Linked DNA regions of Mus musculus: region 1 is linked to region 2. A link is a contact called in public targeted proximity ligation data. All regions are on one chromosome and are shown on one strand. The core of a region is the stretch at or near the end of the contact, and the rest is flanking DNA. Distances in the headings are between cores, read along the strand shown.

Region 1 (5,785 bases), core at 2,108-4,607, 450 kb after region 2:
ATCCAATAGATGACTGTGAGCATCCACTTCTGTATTTGCCAGGCACTGGCATAGCCAGGGTCATGTCAGCAAAATCTTGCTGGCATATGCAATAGTGTCCACATTTGGTGGCTGATTATGGTATGGATCCCTGAGAGGGGCAGTCTCTGGATGGTCCTTCCTTCTATCTCAGCTCCAAACTTTGTCTCTGTAACTCCTTCCCTTTTCAATTCAGTTAACTTTACTATCAACAACAAATAATTCTGTACCAGTCAACTAGGCTTTTCAAAGATATATTAGTAGAATTTATTTCGATGTGAAATATTAATGGCCATGATCAATCTATCAATCTATCTTATAATGTAAACTTCTCATGAGTCTATTTAAAATACATCTTTGTGTGTATGTGTGTGTGTGTGTGTGTGTGTGTGTGTGTGTGTGTGTGTGTGTTCAAGTATAGGAACACACAGAGGCCAGAGGCATCTGATCCCCTGGAACTAGAGTTTCAGACCATCCATCATGAGTTGCCTCTCGCATGGGTACTAGGAATTGAACTATGTCCTCTGCAAAAGCAGTAACCACTGAGCCATCTTTCCAGACGACTACTCACTTCTTGTTTGTTTCAAAATCATATCTACCAAAAAAAGAGTTCCCCTCACAATGGGAGTGATTTAGCACTAAGAACACACTTCCTCTAAATGTTAGACATACCTATGACACTAAAGCACTTGATGCAAAGACAATTATGTAAGTTTGTTTTAATTTTTTAATATTATTTTCTGTGTATGAGTGTTTTGTCTGCATATATCTCTGTGTATCACAGGCATCTGAGAAGGTGGTGAGCCTCCATGTAGATGCTGGGAATTGAACCCAGGTCATTTGCAAAAACAAGTGCTAGTAACCATGAGCAAGTTCTCCAGCCCCATGTTTTTGTTTTTTGGAGTTTTTTTTTTTAATGCATTTTTTTTTTTGTCACAGTTTATGTTCAGGGAGTTTAGAAGTTTGCTGTTACATTCTATATAATTTATTTCAAAAATATTTCATCAGAAAGATGAATTTATATCAACAGTAAACATTTGTCAAGCATACCAGAGGTCCTGCGTTTGATCCCTAGCAGTGTATAAATGTACAAAAGTATGCACACATACACACACACACACACACACGTCCGTCCCCCCCAGAAACAGAACTCCCCCCACAGAGACAACCCCTCACACACACATACACATACACTCATGCTATAAGACATACAAGTGTAGATTAGGAAAGGCCAAACGGCAACTACAGGAAGGTTTCTTAAGTCCTAAAGGCTCTATTAATCAGAGAAAGGAATTAAAACCTCGTTCTCACTGTCGAATTCTACCTTACAAATTAACAAATTGAGGTCTAGTGCTCCAACTGTTGCAGGTTAGACATACATCCTGCCAGTTCTGCATTCCCCTTACAATGACAAGCAAGCAATCCTGGCAAGTGTGACAGTGCCCTAGGCACATTCTTAGGTCCAGTGACCGATTCCAGAAAATTCTTAACTACCTGACTCCAGCTGAATCCTGCAGCTGGCCTTTCACAGAAGGCTTAATCAGAGCCCACACTGGTAACAGCATTGACCTGAGACTTGCTTTTCAATGTTCACCTTTACCTGTTCTCTCACTGCTGCCCGGATAGCAGGCGCACTCACCGATGGGCTTACACAGGCAAGCAAAATGGCTTAGGCTGATTCTCAGCAACAAACAGCATGTGACCACTATGTGACAACCAAAATGGCATAGGTTGATTCTCAACAATAGCATGTGACCACCATGTGACAAAAGGAGTGGATGATAGAGTAAAATATCACATTGACATTTAAGTCATTATAGCCTTGCCACATGTTTACATGGGAAGTTTTTATTTTACTTTTGGGCAGAGCTGGGCATCAAAATTGAGGTCTTCCACATTCCAAGTATTCCATTGAGCTATACACCCACCCCATAAATACACTTTAATTGACAAATAATTGCATTTATGAGCACAATGATATACATGAGAGGTAATATAATAATATAGTATAGTATATTACATATATTACATTAGATATATTACTATATATAAGATTATATACTACATATAATACATATTATATATTTCAGGATAACCCACTGTACCAATCACTCTTCACAGTCTGATCATTATGTGTGTACATGTTCACATGTATGAGCAGGGTACACAGACATGTGCATGTAGAAACCAGGTCAATATCAGGTATCTTTCAGTCAGTCACTCCCCTGCTTATTTTTTTGGAGGCATAGTATCTCACTGAACCTCAAGTATGTATGCAGATTCTGCCCAGCTAGCTCCTTGGATCCACTAATTCCTCCCTAAGCCCAGCTTAATTGCTGTGATTATAAGCCTGAGGCATCAAGGTGGGGTGCTTCTGTCAGGGTCAGTATAATACTTGCTCGACAAGCATGAAGACCTGAGTTCCACCCCCAGAAAACATGTTAAGGAAAAGAACAAAAGGACGAGGAAGCTAGACACAGTGACACACTTTTGTAATCTCAGCACTGAAAAGAAAGAGACAAGCAGATCTCTGGGGCTTCTCTGGGGCTCCTTAAATAGCTAGCCTAGCCAAGTCGAACCTAGCCTTATCACCAAGCACTAGGTCAATAACAAACTCTATCTCAAAAATGTAAGTGTAGCCAGGCATTGGTGGTATATGCCTTTAATCCCAGTACTCTGGAATCAGATACAGCAGAAGCAGTTGAGTTCTGAGTTCAGAATGAGTACTAGGGCAGCCAGAGCTACACAGAAAAACCCTGTCTCAAAAAATCCAAAACAAACAACAAAAACTTTAAATGTAATGTTTCTAATGAATGGCACTCAAGATAGTCCTTTGGTCACCTTGGCAAAATTGCCAAGACCCATGTCAGGTGTCACTGACATTAGTCACCCAAGCACAGGCTGAAAGGTAGGAAGCAGAGCTCAGTGCAGGGCAGACACTCACTCAGCTCCACATGGTCGCCACAGCAGCTCCCAAAGTCCTGTCAGAGACCACTAGTGGAATTTAAGAACAGGAGTTGGCAGACACAAAGGTTCTTGGGGGAAGACTACAATATATCCAGATTGGATGTGGGCTTCTAAAGGGAGAGTGGTACTTCTTGTCTTTACGGTGGCCATAGACAAGATTTTGGTGGCATATGAAGTAACATATCAAATGGTTCACTGTTTACAAAACGACATCGGAAAAACCCTAGGTCACCAGGATAGCAGGGGAAGCTAAGACGTTCAGTGTAAACAAAACACTGTGACTGGTCCAGAAAGTTTCCAAGGAGTGAGACCACACCCTAGGTCCAGAAAGGAGTGAGGCCACTCTCCGGCCCACCTACATTCCTTACCCCTCACCCGTATCTCCACTGTCTCATCAAGACAGACTGAGGTGGGACCCTGTAGTCCATCACGGGCCCCACCTATAGTGAGCAGGGTTTCTGTTCACCTCTTCCCGGGACAAATTAACTCAACAGCAGAGAACACCATTCCAAACAGTTTTTCCTAGAGCTCAGTCATGGACCTTGGCACCAGAAAATACTCCAACAGGCTGGACTGCCGTTCAGTAGAAGAGTGCTTGTCTTTTATGAATCCAATCCCTGGCACAGCAAAATTAATAGTTTTTAAAAAAGAAGAAGCTGTTTTTAAAAAATACACTTTCAAGAAAGAAATACACTACTTCAGAAACAAACTCAGCTCACGATCTTGCTTCTTTCTTTCGAGCAAAGTGAGATGAAGTCTTGAGTCCCAGATATAAAACATCTTCATCCCTCCTCCCTCTCCTATCACAGGACCACCCCTGCCCCCGACATCCTTATCATCTCTGGAATTTGGCCCCACCTTCTATTTCCCCATACCTTATCCGCCAGATTTTATCTACCAGACTTTTCCAGAACAAATAAACAAATGTAATGTCTCCCAGCTCAATTCTGACCAGACCAAACAAAAACAAAAGCAAACAAAGCCCCAGAAAGCACAGACAACAGGTTTTCCGCCTACCCTGAATGTGTACCTGGTTCCTATGAACACTGGCGTCCCAGCACAGGGAATGGTCTATAGCTGCCGGAAAAGACCCTTCCTCTCTGTGGAGGCTTTAATACTCAGGTCTGCAGACACTTCCATCCTAGATCTTTCTAGTTGCCAGCTTCTCCGCTCCATTTGGTTGTTTCACAAGCAAAACAGCTCCAAAGGGGAATCAACTTCTCTCCCCAACCTGGTGCCAACCTCATCAACCCTTCCACCTACCTCCCACCACCCCCCCAGTGCTTCCAGCACCATAAATGCTGCTTTCCGTACCCGAACCCACCCCACTCTCATGTCCACACCGCAAACGTCTGAGTCATCTTGCTACCCCCCGACCCCCATCAACAGTATTAGTTAATCACCACTATATTTCTGATTTCAACCACAAACCAAGTCTCATTCTCTCGCCTATTATAGTTCATCCATCACACTATTGGGTGACTGTAGGGGCACTGGGTGGCACTGTTTGCTAACAGCCACTCTACCCTCCTGGGTGGCTGAACATGAGTGCACAGGCTGAGCTACATGGCTGTCTGGATGAGGAATTGAAGCCTCTTCTCACACTGGTGCCCGACAAGGGTGCCACGAGTACCAGCAGTACCCACCCCTCAAACAGTGCCCTTCACAGCTGTGGTATGAGCCGGGCATGGTGGTGCACGCCTTTAATCCCAACACTCGGGAGGCAGAGGCAGGAGGATTTCTGAGTTCGAGACCAGCCTGGTCTACAGAGTGAGTTCCAGGACAGCCAGGGCTATACAGAGAAACCCTGTCTCGAAAAAACAAAACAAAACAAAACAACAACAACAACAAAAAAAACCCAAAAAACAAAACAAAAAAACCAGCTGTGGTATGATCATTTGACCCCCCCCCACCCCAGATCCCAGCAGTGGGTATCACCCCTACCATCACATCCCAGATTCTACAAATGACCCAAAGGCTTCATCCCAATCATTTTCCTCTTGAGCACAACACTCTTCTCCTAGAAACCTATCCCCTTACTTATCTGGTTGCTTCCTGTTCACTTTTTGGATATGTTAAATAGCAAACACAACTTGCAGCGAAAGAGATCTTGCAGGTCTCCCCTAAACCATGGAAGGGGCCCTTGCTCAACAAACAACACCCAGTGCTTTTCAACAAACACCACCACATAAGATTAGGATAACCTATGCAACTAAGTGGGTGCTTGTCTGCCTTTCTCTAGCCAACAGACTCAAGGATGCAGTGAACAGATGCAGAAACATTCACTGTGTCATGATGGTAGCTATAGACCCAGAGCCAACAATACCTGTCTCAGTAAACTCCTGCCTGAACAAGCAAGGAGGGTACCCAGCACCCCAAGGAAGGAAGGCTACTGAATTAACAAAAGAAAAGCAAATCTTGGGGGGATTTCTTAGGAATTTCCTAACTGGATGGAAAATTACAGACCAATGACTCAGGAACTCCATGAGGGGCTGCCCAGAGGAGTGGGGCCTGCCTAAGTGGAGCAAAGCCCTGGGTTTGCTCCCCGCCTGGCACAGAGAAAAACAAAAACAAGAGATTCCAGTGTTTGGTGGTAGCGCCATTGCATTTGGGGGAGAGCCACCATCCTCCATTTAGTTATGGAGAGAGCTTTATTGGAGCCAACTTCTCTTGATACACAACCTGTGTGTCCATCACAGAGGGGCCCTTAAATACTCTGTTGCCACCAGCCTAAGTTTTTTACATTTTAAACAGTCTTTCAAATTATGTACCTAGTCGTGAGTTCTACAAATTACTTCCT
Region 2 (5,061 bases), core at 1,007-3,506:
TGAAGACAACAGAAAGATGGATTTTATTTCTTAATCCATTCTCTAAGCTGTGCCTTTTTGTTCAGGACCAGAGACCAGGCATATTTAAAGCTGGCCATTGACTGCTGCTAGTTTGGTTTTTGCTACTCGTGTTCTTAGTTCTGTTTTGTGTTTCAGTGATTATTGATTCTCTCCTCCTCTTGTTTCTCGATTTAAAGACTATTTCCGGTATGCTCTGCAGAGCTGGTTTGGTGGACAAAAATCCTTTTAGCCTGTTTATAACATAAAAAGTCTTTTTTTTTTTTTCTTAACTGTGGCAGATAATTTTTCTGGGTACAGCATTAGGCTGGAATCTGATCTTTCAGAACTTGAAGTGTATTGCTCTAGGGTCTGATGGAATTTAACTTTCCACTGAGGAGTCAGCTGCCGTTCTGTTAGGTTTCCCTCTAAGTGTGACTTGTGTTTTTTCTCTCACAGCTTTCAGTATCTTCTCTTTGTTCAGTAAATTTAGGTTTTTAACTATGATGTGGGGAGTTTTCTTTTCTTCTTTCTTTCCTTTCCTTTTCTTTTCTTTTCTCCTTTTCTTTCCTTTTCTTTTCTTTTCTTTTCTTTTCTTTTCTTTTCTTTTCTTTTCTTTTCTTTTCTTTTCTTTTCTTTCCTTTCCTTTCCTTTCCTTTCCTTTCCTTTCCTTTCCTTTTCTTTTCTTTTCTCTTCTTTTCTTTTCTCCTTTCCTTTTCTTTTCTCATTTTACTTGAAATTCCGTGTACTTTTTGTATCTCTGTGGGTAGATTTTTCATTACTCTAGGAATGTTTTCTTCTATGATCTTGTTGAAGATCTGCTCTATGTCCTTGGCATGTAGTGGTTCTTCTTCTTTGGCTATAATTCAATTCAAATAGTCAATCTTTTCATGGTATCCCATACTTCCTACATGTTTTTTCCCTTTGTTCTATTTATTTGTTTTTTAAATATTATTTGCTCAAGTGGTTCAGTGCACTATCTTCAGTTTCTATATTCTATCTTCTTCTTGATCCTTTCTACTTGCAAAGCTTATCCCTGGGTTTTAAAATTGGGTTCTGATGTATGTCATTTCAGTTTGAGTTTTCATCAATAGTTCTGTCTTTTTACTGGATTTCCTTTCCCATTATTGTACTGTTTTGATTATTTTACTTAGCTATGTGCTTATGTCTTCATGGATGGCATTCCGGCATTTAGTATTATTCTCTTTAAGTTCATTGAGCTGTTTGCATTTTCTTTAAAGTCCTTGGATTCTTTGGTGAAGTTTGTTATTGTTCTTCTAAGTTCTGTGTCCTGGGGCTCATTTAAGTAATTCTCACTGGAGAACATTCTATAGGAGTGGTAGGTTGTGTGTGTGTGTGTGTGTGTGTGGGGGGGGGGGGGCTGAGGTAATGCCTTGTCCTTTCATATTCCTTGAGGGGTTTTTGTTTGTTTTGTTTTTGTCTTTGTTTTTGTTTTGGTGGTGAGACCTGGCATGTGACTTCTTTCATTGGTTGAGCATCGTCTGATGTGAGATTCTAGGCTGCCACTGTTAAATGGAAGTTTGCTTTTGTTTTTGTTGTAGCCCAAGCCTGACTGACTTCTGATTAGGTATGAGGAGTTGCCAGGCCAATCATTCAGACACCTAGCGTTGATTTTGGACTGGAGGAATGAAGTGAATCCAATTTAGTGTAATTAAAGAGGCATATGAAGGGGACAAGTGGCCAGGTCTGCTTGTGGTGATGTACAAGCTGTGGCATCTGAGCTTCATCCCGAGTATAGAGATCACATGGAGGGTCCAGAGTCTTAGATACTTACAAGGCTAGGCGTGCATGTAGTCTTCATGACCAAGGCTAGGTCTGAGGGCAGGCAAAATTTCCACAGACTCATCAGGCTGGGCCAGTGCACAAGTATATAATTAAGCTAGGTCTGGGAATTTATGAGCATGGGCTAGGGTCCAGGGAGCACACTAGACTGAACCACAGCACAGGATGTGCAAACTGGGCTAGCTTGGATGTTGGATATGGCATAGGCTAGCTAGGGTTAGAAGGACTTAATAGTTTGGACTGGCATACAGCATGTGTGATCTAGCCCAGGCCTGGAGGTTGGATATGGTGCAAGCATGCTTGAATGAGGTAGACTTTTCTAGAAGACCTGAATTTGGCCTCTGTGGGCTCATGCAGATATGAAGCACACAGAAAGTTGCACAGAATCACATACATATACTAAACACATATTTTTAAAAAAGAACTCGCCCGATTGGCCCTGAGTCACCAGGGTGACTAATACTCTCAATTCTCTGTGACTCATTGTGGCTCATGCCTTCTGCGGCTGCCTGAGTCACATATTATCTTATGCTTGTCCCCAAAGTTCTTTGTACAGATTGCCCTTGCTCTTGTATTTACATGGTTTTGTCAAATATTATGTGACTTGATGATTCTATGGAAGCGGGGAATAAAGGATTGCTTCTATGAAAACGAATTCAGATGCTTAGAATTGCAAAACTGAATTTTCCAGGAAAAGCTGCTTTGGGTAGGAAGAGCTGATTTTTGCCAATACTGACTAAGAAAGTACTTTGCCACAGAGTTAGAGCCTTAGCACCCCACCCCAAACCCTACTGCTTTTTGTTCTGAGACTAAGTTGACCTGGCTGGACTTGAGATTTATGCTGTTGTCCAGGCTAGCCTCAAACTTGCCATCTTCCTGTGTTAGCATCCAAAAGAACTGGAAGTAGAAACTTGCACCACTAAACCTAGCTGGAAAAAAATTAAACTAGGAAATCTATCTATAAAGATGTTGCTATCATGTTCCTTTAGAAGGCTGTTGTTGTAAAGGCAGGAGCACGAAAACAGACAAAACAAGGCAGGATGCTCCAAAAGACTGGAGGGGGAGGCCAGACTACACGGCCTTAACCCTGACTTCATGCTACTGAGTATCTCAAAGAATTTCTCTTGGTTTCTAGAGTCAGAAGCCAATGATAAAATCTGGAGTTGGTTTACACATGCGTACATATGAAGTGTCTGAATTGAAAATAACAGTGTTAACTGAGTGTGGTGGTAGATACCAGTGGTCTCTGTACTTGGGAGGTGGAGTCAGGGAAATCAGGAGTTCAAGGTCAGGGTGGGATACACGAGGCTGTCTCAAGAAAACAAACCAACACAAAAGGGAAAGATAAATAAATTTACAGAAAATACATAGAGTGTTTGCATTGTATATGCTTTTTTTTTTTTTGTAATTGTCCAGGAACCAGGTAGTTTTAAGTTCCTCTGCCCTTAGGTTAGGGTACGTCTTATCCAGTAGGAATCATATCCTATAGAACTCAAACTTCTCAGGCATGTTAGATAAAGGATTAAACATCAGAGACTTGAACACAATTTTCTGCAGCAGGGAAAGAAACTGCCTTCCTACTACTGTGCTCAATGTGCCACTGGGGGGCAGGCCGGCCCCATCAGTCCTGGTCCTCACCTGGCTCCTTTTTATACAGAGAACCAAGAAACTCTCAGCGATGCTTGGTCCACGGAATGAAATCTCCTTGCCCACGTGGTTTAAGTAGACTAGCGCCACAGGTGATAATACTGAGCTGGCGCGATGCTTGAAGCTGTGCAGGTAAATAAAAGGGATACGGGGAATGTCTGCGAGGGACATCACATCACACAGACTATTAGGATCCATCTGGGCCACTTCCGGCTCAGGAAAGCTGCCTCACTGTATCAGAGGTGCAGAAGAAGGCGCTGTAGGTACGCGGGCGATCTTCTCAGAGAGAGAAAGGTCCACCAGGAGTATACCTCCCATTCCTCGATCTGGGTCACCCCTATAACAGATTGGTTATTGAGGACGCTGATCGCCAAATGTCTAGGTTGGTTCTCTGTCACTCTTCCTTGCTTTGACTAGGAACACTTATTTAACTTTCCCAAGTTCACCAATGCTTTGTTTGAAAGATTAAATGTAAGAATGCATGAGAACCATGAAGGCTGGCTCCTAGCACCTTTAAACGGTCTACTGAAAGGTTAGACAAAACAAAACAAACACCACAAATCTGTGAAATCTTTAAAATCCTTACGTTTTTTTTTTTTTATGCTCAGGGTCCATGACTTTCACCAAACCCTAATGTAGTGTGGGATTAAAACCAAAGCAAAACAGGATAAATGTAAGGCTTTGTCTTTCAAAGCACTGTTTTTCTCCCTTTAAAAGACCTCATTTAGATCTTACTAAAATATTGGTTTGAAAGCAGCAGGTCTGAGAGGAACTCCAGAGACTCAGTAAGCTCCTGGGTGATGCTGATATGGCTGACCCACTGACCCACTCTGAGTAACGAGGGTTTAACATACAGGTCTTGATCAATCTGGAGTACTTAGTCTATTTAATGATCATAAAAATACGATTTATTTTTCTGGGTTCTGAGGGCCTGCTTTTCCTAGAAATGCTGCTGTCCTGTCTGTCCTCGGGGAAGACTTGCCTTACGGGGAAGATGAGCTCACTTACGGACACCAACCGCATACATGAAGCTAATTTCTTAACCCAATCTCCACACTGTCTTATGCCATTAGGGGCAGGATCTCAGGATATGAATTTGGTGGGCTTGCAGCATTCTGGCCACATGTGTTAAATTTCTCCCTATTGTGCAAAGGTATTGCAGTGCTCCTGGAAGCTTGAGTGCCGGCACACAGATAGCCAGCTTTGCTTTCTGGCTTTGTCCTTTCATTAATCTTGATCAATCCGTATCTGTAAGGGATTGGCTTTAAGACTCATGCATATACCAGAATCCATGGATGCATCAATTCCTTATATAAAATAACATATAGCCTACCCACATCCTCCTGTATACTTAAAAATATTGCTAGTTTAATATAAAGGTCATATAATAGTTGTTTTCTTCCCATGTGGGCTGTGGTGTCCACACATGGTGCCCTGGAGCAGAGATCATGGTGGGCATGTTTCTGCAGAGGAGCAGTTGCAGCTTGGTGTACATTGTAGAACAGAATATTGCCCCAGAGGTGCATCCTTCAGATCAAAGAGGGGCAAAACTCTTCCTTTCAGGCTTGACCAGCACTGCAGCTCCCTACCGAGGGTGCACACTTCATTATATGT

The links.
Region 1: a contact with region 2 is called in a targeted proximity ligation map of pancreatic cancer cells. A contact is called at or near these places in 2 of 39 promoter capture datasets (liver and stem cell-derived epiblast-like cells), 11 of 484 Hi-C or Micro-C datasets (the G1E-ER4 cell line, the HPC-7 cell line, the N1E-115 cell line and 2 more) and 6 of 130 datasets of targeted methods (embryonic stem cells, pancreatic cancer cells, pro-B cells and 1 more).

What each region holds. Positions count from the first base shown.
Region 1 is chr19:17,347,439-17,353,223 of GRCm38.p6, forward strand. All of the region lies in intron 1 of Gcnt1 (glucosaminyl (N-acetyl) transferase 1, core 2), which reads right to left. Among named protein-coding and RNA genes, the nearest start is that of Gcnt1, 6.3 kb to the right of the region's middle.
Region 2 is chr19:16,896,480-16,901,540 of GRCm38.p6, forward strand. No RefSeq gene overlaps it. Among named protein-coding and RNA genes, the nearest start is that of Gm32341, 21 kb to the right of the region's middle.